Regions from separate parts of the Anser cygnoides genome. Here region 2 is linked to region 1. A link is a contact called in public Hi-C data. All regions are on one chromosome and are shown on one strand. The core of a region is the stretch at or near the end of the contact, and the rest is flanking DNA. Distances in the headings are between cores, read along the strand shown.

The links. Hi-C and Micro-C count contacts between places; a contact is called where the count stands out from the background.
Region 2: a contact with region 1 is called in a Hi-C map of liver, with 3 times the contacts expected there. The contact joins the enhancer-like site here to the promoter of ECHDC3 in region 1. A contact is called at or near these places in 2 of 7 Hi-C or Micro-C datasets (both in liver).

What each region holds. Positions count from the first base shown.
Region 1 is chr1:6,618,776-6,625,577 of Taihu_goose_T2T_genome, reverse strand. ECHDC3 (enoyl-CoA hydratase domain containing 3) reads right to left here and starts at 2,917. Exons shown (of 5, transcript XM_013197057.3): 1 at 2,645-2,917; 2 at 2,277-2,398; 3 at 1-66. The coding sequence starts at 2,772. It overlaps LOC136786427 (a long non-coding RNA gene), which reads left to right and starts at 2,923. Exons shown (of 5, transcript XR_010825051.1): 1 at 2,923-4,985.
Region 2 is chr1:6,677,394-6,684,195 of Taihu_goose_T2T_genome, reverse strand. It overlaps UPF2 (UPF2 regulator of nonsense mediated mRNA decay), which reads left to right. Exons shown (of 23, transcript XM_048062607.2): 23 at 349-1,661. The coding sequence ends at 358. Among named protein-coding and RNA genes, the nearest start is that of PROSER2, 21 kb to the right of the region's middle. Within about 2 kb of position 3,800, at least 3 of the 3 cell types and tissues checked have open chromatin away from gene starts, as enhancers often do. A contact at or near this core is called in liver, where this site is marked.

The sequences.
Region 1 (6,802 bases), core at 1,668-4,167:
GCTTCACATCATCTTCACTTGACAGTTCCTTTAAATCATGGCCAGAACAAAATACAGGGCCTTCAGCTGCAAAGAATTTCATGAAAAGTCAGTCTGAGCTAATCAAGAAACCAAGTGGTGTATTAATACCCCATTTAAAGGTATAAAGGTGTCAGTGATCAAAAAGAAGTAGATTGGAGAGAGAGTCTTATGCTCAGTTCCTAAATATTGCCTTCTGAGCTTTGTAATACCTTTAAATTGCTGCAATAAATGATTTAACCACACTAATGCCAATAAATATTTTAAAGGCTGTTTTACTTCCACTCCGAGTTAACTCAGTTAAAAATAAGGCTCTTTACACCTCTCAGCCCAGTCTCTTTTAAGATATAGTACTGAACTGCTCTTTGGTACAGCGTAAACTAGTTGGCTGCAGTGACAATGGACTGCTCTGTTCTCAGACTAACAATATGGTTATTCCCTATTTATTGTACACTAATGATTAACTTTTACAAAATAAGCAACAAGAATTTCGTGTCGTGGTATTTAAGGCAACAATGGAAAAAAATGTTCTGCTAGAGAAGAACCAGAAGGGCTGGTATGGCCTCTGTTCCTCCGCTGCTAACACTCATCTAAGGAATCCCGAAAAGCTTCTCCAGGGTTTGGGTAGAATAAGAGCAAGATTCTGTAGGTCTAAATTCTGGATTTGCTTTCCTCAAGTTGCAGCTAAGATCAAAACATGCTCTATTGATACACTATCTCTACAACAGTTTTCCTTCCTCGTGAGACATCTGCCATAAAAATAAACCAATCTGAAGCTTTTTAATCCTTCACATCTCCTCAGATATTTGCATGGGTGTGATATTTCCATCTACAGCTATGAAGCTACCATCTTAGCTATGCATTTGCTTCTTATGAATCATCTTATTGTTAACAGTCTGTCTAGCAATAACCACACACCAGCAATCAGCTCACTGGATCAACAATACATTATCTGGAAATTTAATCACATCTGCATTTGCGCCTCATTGAAGGGGAATCCACTGTAAAGTCTGTGTTAAAGATTCAAAGCATCCCCTGACTAGTCTTTTTCTTGAGATTTCTTGTTTTGCATTTCATTCAGCAACGGAATTGGAAATCAGCAGGAACATGCAGTTTATTTTTAAACTGAAAAACAAACAGGCAAGAAAAATAACCAAACTGTACTCACAAACTCCCAGAGCACTGTATTCTCAAAAAGTAACCTGAAGCATCTTACAAAATTTGTAACTGCTATTTGAAATATTGAATATATATATTTGTCGCCCCTGTCAAGTTAACTTATTTCCACTCTCATGTGCATGCACACTTATACATGAGCAACGTTCTCCTCTCAGTACAGGAAATCTCAGCATTCAAAATTATTAAACCTATTTCTCCAAGATGTTTGGAAGGAGAACAGGGGAAGATTATCTTAAAATGACAGAGGAAAGAAAATGGCTTAAGAACATCTCAACTTTTATTATTTTTAAGAACTCTACAGGTTAATATCTAAGTGGAAGAAAGTCTCTGAGAGATAAAGTTTTATATTTGCAGGTTACAGGTGACTGCAGTATCAATATTATAGTCTCTTCTTCATTGGAGAGTTTTAGAAACGGTTTTGACAAACCAGTGGCAAAAATAACAAAGTCTGATCCTGGCTTAGAGCAGGGGAACAGAGCACTAGGAACCCTTTGAACCCCGTTTACTACAATCTGTACCTGCCACTGAAGGCAACAAAAGTCATACACGCTCAGCCTGTTTCTGCACAAAAACCATTACCTAGGAGTGTTTGTTCTTTAGTGTAATGACTATCAGGACCTGGATTTATTGTTTGAGCTACTGTTCATATGTAGTTTTAAAAACAATTATTTCACTTACTGCTTACTTTTACAAAAGGAAAACGAAAGCTTATCAGCTCTGTAAACACACCAGGCAACCTGACTGAAATATTAACATTTCGAACACTGTTTCAACAACCTTAGATGTGTTAATTATCAACAGAAATATAACAGAACCTAGTCAATTATTAAGGCTGGTTTCAGGAATGAGGAATTAAGTATATGAAAGCGGAAAGCAGGATGAATATAAAAGGGCAGCGAGGTCTGAGTGGGGAAGGCTCATGTGTGATACTGTTTACGTTCCTGGCAGGCTGTAAGAAAACGGTATGCAAGCTCCTTCCTGCCCCGTTTTCTATAATTCAGTGATATTCTGAGCTTTAAGCTCCACGTTATCCTGTTTCTTCTTATTCTCTCAGCCACTCCTTCTCTTCTGTGCCGTACCTGAAATGACGATAACGCGGAGCTCTTTGCTTTTGATGTCGTGCAGCAGGTCCTCCTTCAGCGCCTGCAGCATGGAGAGGGACAGGGCGTTCCTCTTCTTGGGGTTGTTCAAGACAATGTTTCTGCAAAAAGCCGTTAAATACAGAGGGTTACCGCAAGGCAGAAACAAACACAGAACAACGAGCAAACACTCAAAACGAGTGACGAACCCCGCATGGCCGAAGCGTGCACACGGGAACTCCGCGAGACTCCGCGCTGCGACCACAGCCTTCCCGCCGAGGCCCCGCTCTCAGAGCCCCCCCAGTTTCCACCCACCCGCTCTCCCGTTTCTTCCCGTTTTCTCCCGATTCCGTCTCCCCCCAGCTCACCGGACCCCCTCGGCCTGCCGCCTCAGGGTGAGCTGCTCCGGCGGGGCCGCGCTGCTGCTGCTGCAGGCTGCGGCCACAGGCCCGGCCAGGCGCCGCCTCAGCCTCCACAGCCTGCCGGCCGCCGCCATCGCTGCCCGGCTCGCTACTGACCCCTAGCCCGGCTCCTGCCCGGCCTGGGGCTCAGCCCCGGAGGCCTCAGGGCGGGCTGGCAGCTCGGGGAAGCCGGCCCTGGTCGCTTGTCCCGCGGGGAAGCGGCTTGACCCGGCTCGGTGCGAGCCCCCCCCCTCCACCCCGCGGGGCTGGGCTTGGCCGGGCTGGTTGGTGAATAACGAGTGAAACGTCTGACTGGAATGTGTCCCCCCTGGAGCCTCAGAAAAGGGGAGATGTGCCCTGCTTTGGGGTTTCACCGAGCAGGGAGGCTGAGGGCTGCTCAGGAAGGGATGAGCCGTGTTCCCTCCTGAGGCGTGAGGGGACAGAGTAAAACCCTGTGCACCTTCCCCCGCCGCCCTCAGCTATTCAGTTCTCCAGCCGAAAAAACACATTTCCCCAATGTGTTGACTCCCAGATGAATAAAAAGGGGAAAACAAGAAAGAAAAGTGGGAAATTAAGGGAAATTAAATGCAGTGTGTGTGAAAGGGAGCAAATAAATGCCATGGTTCCACCAAGGACCAGACTAATGTGCGTTACAATATACAGCTCATCAGTTCGTCACTGCATCTTTCATGTAAAGATTTGGAAGACATACGTTGTACTGTGCTCTTCTGTGCTGCAGATGTTAATCACTCCCTCTTTGAAACTGAGGACTGCAAGACAAGTGAAATATCTTCTCCAAGATTAGCCCGCACATTACTAACACAATCTGGAGTACGGTCCACCTCCTCACTTCGAATAACCCACTAGATATATTCTTCTGAATGAAGTGACAGATATGGGACTGAGAAGGGACTGAGATTATCGATGTGTGATAAAACCACTGGGGCTTCCTTGGACACTCTTGTCTTGGAAGACCTGGGTGGGAAGGTGGCATTCATTAATGGGTATGTTGGGGGTGTTGGAGGGCCAGGGGTACTAGAAAATATTGGCATTTTCACTACATTTTCTACATTTGCATTTATGGCCATGGGATGAAGATTAGGACTATGCCGAGAAAACTTGTGACACTTAACTTGGGATATATCATTAACACAAAAGACAATTGTGTTGTACGGAAAGAATGAGATTGCTTTGAGGCCTAAAGTAATTGGCATGGGATGAAATTCAGTGCTACAGGGTTTGGGGTCATATACTTGGGAACTAGTATCATCTTTCATTCAGTGGTTGTGGAGAAGCACTTAGGTGTCCTAATTGGTTCCACAGTCATTCTGCAATCTGTATGGTGCATCCAAGAAACAAAAAGGGAAATAAGATTTTAAGATGATTCAAAGCATTTTAGGGACATATAGGTAAAGGTATATTCACAGCTTGTCTTGATTATTGCATATGCTTCTGCTCATCCATGTTCAAGAAGCCAAACACAAGGAGGTGCAGAGAGAATAGAGTCAAATGGAGACTCTCTGTTATGAGGTATGAAAACAGTGGGTTTTTTTAAGTCCAGCAAAACAGCTGAAAGAACACAGGGCTGCTCTCTCCACAGGGTGGGCATTTTGCAATCTGAGAAGGCAAGAAGCTATGCAAGATGGAGAACTATGCTGGCACTATAAGAAGTGGCTGTAAACTGAACATGAACATATTTGAGCTGGAAATTAAGGAGCAGAGTTACAGCTTTGATATATATATATATAGATACACATTGATATATATATATATATATATTTTTTTTTTCCCTAAGGTGGAGCTCAGCAGGCTTCTGAAAAAGGTTTTAGGATGCACTTTCTTAGGTTACCAGAGAGATGGATTTGGGGAGGTGGACCCCTTTCTGTCTGTCTTTCTGCTGAACCCCAAAGCTCTCCTTTGCCAGTTCTTAGTGCTATGCATAGTAAATCTTTCTAGTCTGAGAAATGTGCAACTCCCTGCAGACCCTGATTACCTAAAATAGTTGTTCCAAAAAATGTTGCTTTGCAATATAACCTCTCACATTTCTTTCATGTTGCTGTTCTCTGTTTACTCGCAGGAGTGATGACCTCTCTTTCTTCACACCTGGCTCAGGCAGTCCTCCTGGGAAAGAAGCAGCTGTGTGGATGAGGCAGCTAGCAAACGATCTCATCTGCCATGGGATGCTGACAAGCTTGAGGACTGAGCAGCGCTGTTCAAGGAGATGCAGGGTGCCCCAGTTGTGATTCCCTTGTCGTCCTTCCTTATCACATCTTCTCATCACGTATCCTTTCCTAAAAGCTAGTGGAAGGTATTAGTAATTCAGATGTTTTGTGCACAAGTGAATCTTCATTGTTTGTGCTCCATTTTCTGTCAGAGCCATAGGTACTCTAAAATAAAATAGATATATGTCCAGCAGATGTTCTCTGTAAATGTAAATCTGTGTTCCTGCTTCCTTATCTCCCCATTGATGGGCTTGGTGGCTCTACTGTAATAGAAATAGTGGTATGTACATTTTATAAATTTTGAAGGACACTGATAGATCTGAGAGCTAGGTCTGGACTTGACTTTCCCCATTTGCCTATTAGCATTTTCATATGGTTTGTGCTTCATGATCATTCACCGAAAAGTTCTTCCAAATTTTACTTTAATATGTGAGGAATCTGTGGCAAAAAATGCCCATTTAGAACACCAGATCATTCTAAATTGATCACAGCAGTTCTCAGAGTCCTTGCTTGGCATGGCAAAGGCCAACACACAGAGAACATGACATGTTCCAGCTCTGGGAGGAGTTCACATTGCCCTGCAACACTGGCCAGCAACCTCTTTCAATCCCTATGTCTTCAAAGCTGGTATTGTGAGTTGCAGTCTTTGTTTTTTTCTTTTCTTCCAGTTCCCTCTCTTACTACATCTTGTTGTTCTCTCTATTTCCAATTAAATATATTTTTCGGTCTTCTCAAAATAGCTTGTTTTTAATATAGCATTTCCAGCTCCCTGGAAATTCTGTTCTTTTTCACTTTGATTGACAGCCTCATGTTTCCTTTCACACCCTCCTCCATCACAGATTTTTTTTTGGCTGCAGCTTCTCCAATGTATTAAACAGACCTGCTGCTGCCTTCTCGGAGAAAGTGTTGAAAAAACTTTTCCAATTTCAGACAGCTTTCCTTTTTATAGCATTTGCTAGCAGCATTGCGGTTTTGGCTGAGTTCACACTTCCAACTGTAGACAATTAGGAGCCAGGATTGCAAGTACCAGACAGGGCTTTTCTAACCTTTATCTTTATTGATCTTTCATGTAAAATAAAAAGGGAGATGATAAGGGACGTAAAGCAACTTTATTTTTAGATCATTACAGAAACTTTTCAGGGTTTCACAGGGTGCTAGGAAAAGACGTTTCAAAATTCAAGTGTGTTTGGTTGTCATAATGCACTCTTGGCTCCCCATCCTAATGTTGTTAGGTAAAATGCACAGACAACAAAGACAGCATACAGAATCCCCTTTTTATGCGGCTCAATCATTTATTTATATTTTTATTTCCTTGGCTTTCAGTGATCCCAGATGTGACACCTACCTTTTAGGACTACTTGCTTCACCCCAATGGCCTGTGGTGGCCAGTATAAATAGCAGCTCATCCCAGGGTAAAGGCAGACTTTGTTGAGATGAGGCTGAAATGTAAAACTGCTAAAAGGAAGCTGTATGTGCATGCGAGCAAGTATGCATACACATATATGAACAGGAGTAAATACATACATAAAGACACGTCTACCTATTAACTGGGGTGCTGTGATGAAAGAATGGGATTAGTCTATGGAACATAAGGCAGGCATGTTCCCTGCTGAATTTCATGCAAATTATTTATCTTGAAACGTACAAACCTGCCATTCCCAGGGGATCCTGTGACCTGATTTTCAACACTTCTGAGGGCATTCAAATCCTACTGGGAGCCAGTTCAGCACCTTTAAATCTCAAGGATTGCTTAAATTCTGGTCAGGTGTGTAGCAGCTCCACAAGAACGGGGAGAGGAAGGCCCTGTTCGTAAACCCAGGCCAAGGAAAATAATTTATTTTCCTGCTTTGTGCATTCTGAGATAGATTAGTGCATAATGGTTTCTCTGATGTGGAACCCTCCG
Region 2 (6,802 bases), core at 2,551-5,050, 58 kb before region 1:
ATGAAAACTGCCTAAAATAACATGCACGTAAATTCACACGTCGTCTCTGCACTTCAGTGACCTAGCACCTTGCCTGGCAGGATAAGGCAGCTCTCTCTGAACAATTTTAGATTGATCTGCTGCAATTTTTTATGTAGGGGACTTGTTTTTCTTGATACAGAGGTCTGCTGTCTGTTGTCCAGCACGGTCTCACTTTAAAATGTGCACGGCTGATAGAAGCGTGTAACCTCCACGTGCTGAGGCTAAAGGCAGATCAAAATCACCATCAACAGATTTCGGGTGGTTGCTGACCTGGCGAGGATTGGATATTTCTTACTGAACTGTTTTTCTTTCCCTTTCTTTTTGTAGGAGACGTTGATCCAGCAGCAAGTGTCATTTCATTAGGTCCTGTATCTCTGATGTTGTGGATAGTGGAGTCCTCCAGCAATTAAATGAGAGCAGTGGACACATCTCAGCATGTCAGCCTAGAGCGTTCAGAATCGAAACCTGGGACAGGCTGGGGCCGTGGGGCAGAAACAGCAGCCTCCTCTCTTCCCCCCCAAAACCCGCACAGAACAAGTGGAAGCTTCCAGTCATGGCCTGCCAAAAAAAAAAAAAAAAAAACCAAACCAAAAAGCTTTTTGTAACGGGAACCATGTGAGGGTTAATCTTCTCATACGAGCGGAAGCAAAGGAATGAGATGGTTAACTTGACCGGGGAGCAGCTCGGAGAAAACAAAAGATCAGCCTGAAATTCAGATGGATTCCACTGGAGTGGAAAAGGTCTTGGTGGCGCCCAGTACGTGGGAAAGCAAAGCTGCACGCTTGGCGCAGGCTGCGTTATCTCTGGATCGAGCACTTTGCGTCGGAAGGGTGTTCGTCGGGGGCTGCAAATCTACAGTAGGAAAAAGTAGAGCAAACGGTGAAATGGAAAAGAAAACCCTGACACGTGGGAGAACGTCTCAACCCTCAGATACTCCTCCCGACCTGCTGGTTAAGGAGTAGCCTTCTGCTGCCAGACAAGCGAGAAAGAAGGGGTTGGGGAGCGGGAAGGGGCGAAAAAACACTTAAGAGCCAAGGAGGTAAAATGTCTGTTAAGGTTTTAAATAGGATGTGAAGTGGATTAACACAGGGTGTTGACTCATACTGCTTGGAACAGCCTGACACCAGCCTAAGGACAGGGATATAGTTGAGCCCATTGTATGTATCATTGAAAACCAAAATGTGCCAGTCAGCATAACAGGGGGATGTCAAGGAGCGGATCCAAATATTTTGTTGATCTTCATGGGTTGATAAGCCTCTGTGTCTATTGAAACAAACAAACAAAAAAGTTTAAAAAAAAAATTTAAATACATCTGGAAACAAGTAGAATTTTTATTTTTTTCTAAGTAGAAATGAGGTTTCTTGGTCTGTTTCTGACAATCTGTTATTTATTAGCATAGATTTTTGTTTGCTTTCAGGTAGAGGTAGTTAATTCAGTTAAGGAGCTCATCTGTATGTTACTAATTCTTTTTTTTTCTAGCTCTTTTAAAATTCTTTTTACCACTGTTTTTGGTTTCTGCATGTAGGAAGAGAGACTTGTAAAATTGTAACATTTCATACAGAAATGCCGCCCGATCTTCACCAGCTTCAGAAATCTGACCTTTGCCAATGCTGCAATAAAGTGTTGTAATTTAGAATTGGTGTCCGACTCGTTACGTTGCCTTTGTTCTTCTAAAATAATGTTTTGAGGAATTCCTGGTATATCTTGGCGCTGTACCTTGGGCCATACTTCATATGAGAAACTCAACAGTTGGCACCGTACCGAAACAAGAGGACTCCTGCCTCGAAAAACATTCTTGAAACAGACTTGTCTGCTTGGTAAGGAAACAGACTTCTTGCTTGGTAAGAGCTGCAGGACTTTCTTGCTGTTTAGCAAGGAGCTGTGAAACTGAGGTCTTCTGTAACATAACTTATGTTGTCATACGCAGACGGCGGCTTCGAAAGAGATGGCTCCACCGCCGCCTCACCTACAGCAGCCGGTTGTTGCCCTCTTGGGGTCGTGAAGCTCCATGGTGAACCAGACCAGAAGATGACCTGTGTTGGATCAAGGTGGTTTTGGCTGATTGTGAGGAAGGTGAGTTCCCTCTTGGCTTCTTGCATCGGTTCTCAGTCCGTGGGCTGGCCCCTGACAGGGTGAAACGCTGGTGGGCCGTACGTGGACTGACACAAGAGGGAAGCAGAACTTTTGGTGATAAATTGATTTAAAGTGTTGGTGAAATTGTGCACTGATAGCGTTTGTTCCCATCACCTGATGGGCCTGAAATAAAGACAGCACCTTCGGCTTTGCCAAGTTATGTCGGTAGCTCAGTGAGTTTTAAAACGTGTAAGCTTTCCGATGATGCTTCTGAGAGAAGAATTCAAGGTTTTGAAAATATACCTACTTAAATAGTCTTTAATCATAGAATTGAGCATTGAAAGTGGGGAAAAAACTAATTGTCAGAGCAATTTTAGGTCTCCTCCTTTGCCTGCATGTGCTGTAACAGCATTTTGGGACGGGGAAGCCCTGGAATGATCAGTGCACGATTTCCCTGAGGACCTGGCTGGGCAGGATAACAGGATGCTGTTAGGCAGCTTCCAGTTTGCGGAGCATCACCTGAAGTTTTCAGAGCATCCCACACAGACACGTTTCTCTAGGTTTCTGCCAGGTTTAGATCTGATTTGCTGTGCAGGCACGTATTCTGGATGTGTGCAGTCACCCCCCAAAAATCCTTTCAAAACTGTCTCCAGCTGCTGTGGTCTCTCCCCTTGGAGAAGGTAACTTCCACGTTGTGGCTGTGGGTTGCGAAGTGCCCCAGAGCGAGGAGTACCTTGCGGGGAGACCGAGTCTTGGTTTCAATTTTGGTGTAAAAAGAGCATGTGGAACTCTTTTCATATCAGTTTTTTGCACTTATATTTGTGCATTTGCTAACCATATTTATAACAGCAATATGGCCATAGAAAGATTACCCCAGTGGATAATTTCCACTCCTCAGATGCAGAATGCCTACCGCTTCCTAACAGTAAACTAAGCTTCTAACTCAGGCTCAAACTGAAACTGACTTCCCTTTCTTCCTTTACTGCTTGCTTCCAAAGTCATTTAATTAATCCAGATCGGATAACTGCATGAAAATAAAACATTAATTCATGTGTTAACTTCATTGTGTGTGTATCACTCTAATGTCTTGGATTCTTTGGACTGATGGCAATATTTTTGAAAATTACTTGCTGAAAATATTGTGAGGTCAGCTGGAGGTTTCCATGACTTCAGGCTGAAATGAAGAAGTAAAACAAAAGCATCTCAATGAAACCTTTTGTAGACGAGTTTCAGAATAAAGTCTGTAGTTCTGGGGGAAAAAAAAAATCTCCCATTGAAATCACTGCAAGTGAAACAATCAGGGTTGAACTTGTTCTCATAGGATGCGAGGATGTTATTTGCTGTTTGCTTTCCACTTTCCTGACCCTCCACCGCTGATCCACCAGGCTGACTTCCTGCTTCTTGCGAAAGTTTGGCTCCCAGGTTCACGTGCGGGCGGTTGCTGCAGGGATTGTGAGGCTGCCTTTAATTCTATGCCATTAGAAGGGTTTGTCTTCCTTTGTCTTCCTTTCCAGGTTATCTAATCACCACAGTCAGGTGTGCCGTTTGTTTTTGGTACAGGATCAGGGGAGTAACCTGTACCAGTAACCTGGTCTGGTTGTGCCCCAAACCAAGTCCAGAAAAGCAGGTTTGTATCCGTGCTGGAGCTGTGTAACTCCCAGCATGAGGCAAGGCACCGACTGCTTTTTGCTGAGGGTTATGGCATAAAGCAGAAACGGTATGGGGAATGGACAAAGCAAGTGGCTTCAACTGTTAAGTAATAGGGATCGAAGATGCTCCTCTGCTCCTCAGAGGTCTGCTCGGAGGGGCCTGCAGACTGCAATTAAACAGAATAATTTCTGAGCACCTTAATAGTGAATTTCTGAGTATCTTAATAGTGTTTTCAGTAATCACGGGTTACAGCAGCCGATGTTTGGCTTACTCTGTTCTAGACACCACTCTACTGAAACAAGTACAGCTCACAGCAGTGGCTCTGTATCTCTACAGACAACTGAACCTCAAAAAAGCGCTTCAGAACTGAGCGTTTTGATCGGTGCTCTTATGTAACTGGTGCCTTGCCCGGATTGCAGGCTGGTTATTTCTAACGGACAAGGTCACATCTAATACAATCGCTCCTCTTTTCCTGCAGCACAGTGACCTCAAGGGGCTCTGCGATGTCACCGAGGACTCGATGACAAATTCGTGCCCTGGTGTCGCGTGACCAGGGAGAAGACGTTCCTCTGGGAGTGCTCCTCCAGGGACGCTGGCTGCGGGCGTCCCCGTGAAGAGGATTTCTAAGAAAGCATTCCTTAACCTGCTCGGAGGTAGCTGAACGCAGAGCACTTTCCCATCCGGGAAAGCACATGTAGATGAGCGAGAAATTGTTTCGCGTCCTTGATTGCGTAAGGGATTTCTCCGCTATCTTATCTGTCTCTGGAAAGAATTTGGACTCGTTTAGGTCCGGGCATTTGAAGCTGAGGCTTCACCGTGGTCAGGCTCGTTGAGCTGGCGTGCTGACAAGCAGAAAATGTGCTGCATGATTTATGGCACGCTGGCTCAAAGCCGGCTTGAGCCGTGGTGCTGTGTTACTCCTGGCTCCCGAGTGGAGCCAAAATCTGCAAGTGCAAGGTTTGCTCGGGAGCGTAAACACAAGCAGCACCTTGAGCCTCAGCTGATGGTTTCTGCCCTCTTTTTCTACCTCGCAATGAAGTAATGGGATAAAAATGGTATAAATCCTTCTTGATGCATTGCTGAGTTTTCAGACTTGCTACAATTTTATTAACTGTGCAGTCCTTCCAAGTAAGAAGTCAGTTTTGTTTGTCATGTAAAGGGAATTACTGCATGCAGACGCATCCGTGCACGTACACCGATGCGCACAAGGTGATTCTATCTATAGGAAGGCTTAGAAAACTAGTCCTGCCTTGCAAAGACAGCCTGGTTTGCTGGGGTTTTCAGGTTTTTTCATTGCGCTTGGCCCCTTCCTTGAAGCAGCAACCCTGAACTTGGCAGCAGCTCACTGGGAGTCACGAGGAGCGGCTGCTTTAGGTTCTGGCAGCTTGCTGGCGCAGCGTTCAGGTGGGAGCGCATCTGCCTCGAGGAAACATGGTGCCGCTGACAAAGCGCTGACCTGCCTGCTTGTTTCGGAGGACAGACCTCGCGGGCTGGCGGCGTGGTGTTTCCCAGCCCTGCCCAGCATCAGCATGGGTACAGAATGGTGGCAGCCAAGGGCAAGCAATTAATGGTCTGCGCTCGTTTGGACTCGGAGATCGCTGGAAGCAGCAGCACTGCCCGGGCACGGTCCTTACCTGCAGTCATTGTACTCCTCTATCCAAAGGTATAAATAAGTGAAAAAGCTGGCAAAGGGTCTTGCTGATCCCTCACTGTTGCCCACCAGAGGTGACACTGCGGTCTCAAGACTCCACCTCCCAGCCGGGTAAGTGAAAATTTCCAAAACAAACACACTGCCACCACCGCCGCAAGCCTGCTTTCGCCCTCGGGAAAGACTCTCTCATTTTGCCTTTTCTTTTGAGCTCCAGAAGGTGTTTTTTCTCCAGTGACGTTTTTCCTCCGCTCGCCTGCCGTTCTCCCCGCTGAAGACGTTGGGCCGAGGTGGCGCTTCGCTGCCGCGCCTCGGACCCCAGCTATAAATAGGGCTTCCTAACCGCAGCTAAGTGGTTCCAGGCGGGCTGCGAATAGGAAACTATTTGGGCAAGAATCAAACAAGTGCGTCAATGTCAAAACATTTACTTGTATTGTTTGAATTATAAACTCCGCTTTTAAGTTGTTATTGTTGGGGTGTGATCGGGACAGTAAAACACGCGGCGCTCGTGGTCGTCGTTGGAAGAACAAACGCTGGTCTGTTAAAAGACTCCTTCCTTCCTTCCTTCCCTCCTTTCTCCCTTCCTTCCCTCCATTTACTGGCTCTGAGCACTCAGGCAAGTAAAAACCAACAAAAAGGCTGTAGAACTTAAAAAGGAGGAGACTTAGGCTTTGCAAACTTTATTTGTTCTTTTGACATTTGCCTGTCAAAGCGCATGGGATTAAAGGGGAGCGACTTTTTCTTCTGGAAGTAATGGTTGGCAGCCCGGGAGATTGAGAACTTTGTTGTGCTTTTCCCTTAACTTTTTGCAGTGTTTTTGGTAGCACCTCAGGGCTGCCGTGGTAAAGTCTCCCCTTGGTGCACTCCTGTTCACGCATTTCACAGCAGCAATGCTCACGATGCGGGAGCGGGGACGTTCGATGGGATGCGCTGGGCACACAGCGCCCAGTGCCTGGGCTTGAACGCACCAGAAAAATCACGTTGTAAATAAAAATGAAACCTAATCAGGCGCACTAAATCCATTTAGGAAAGCAGGAAATGTTCCCTAGTAATGAAGTCTGTCTGGGTCGTGAAGCTTTAAGGCCCTGTTGATTCTCTACCCCTGCGCTGGTTTGTACGTTGGAAACAGAGCCACGGTGACAGCCGCTTCCTAATAGAGGCTTAAATATGAAAAATAATCGCCCTGCTGCTGCCTACCAGCTTGTACAAATGCTGCTTTCCTTCGGGTGTCATTCCAGCCCCTGGGCGTCGGTGCAAGGGGGTTGTAGCTTCGTTAGTCAGAGCCTGAACACCTCATCACACACCTGAGGCCATCTCGAGGGGGCGCTGGGCACTTGGAGAGCTCTGAACAGGGATTTGGGGTTAGCGCGTGAGTCCGGGAAGGGGAAGGTGAGCCCATCCCTGCTCCCG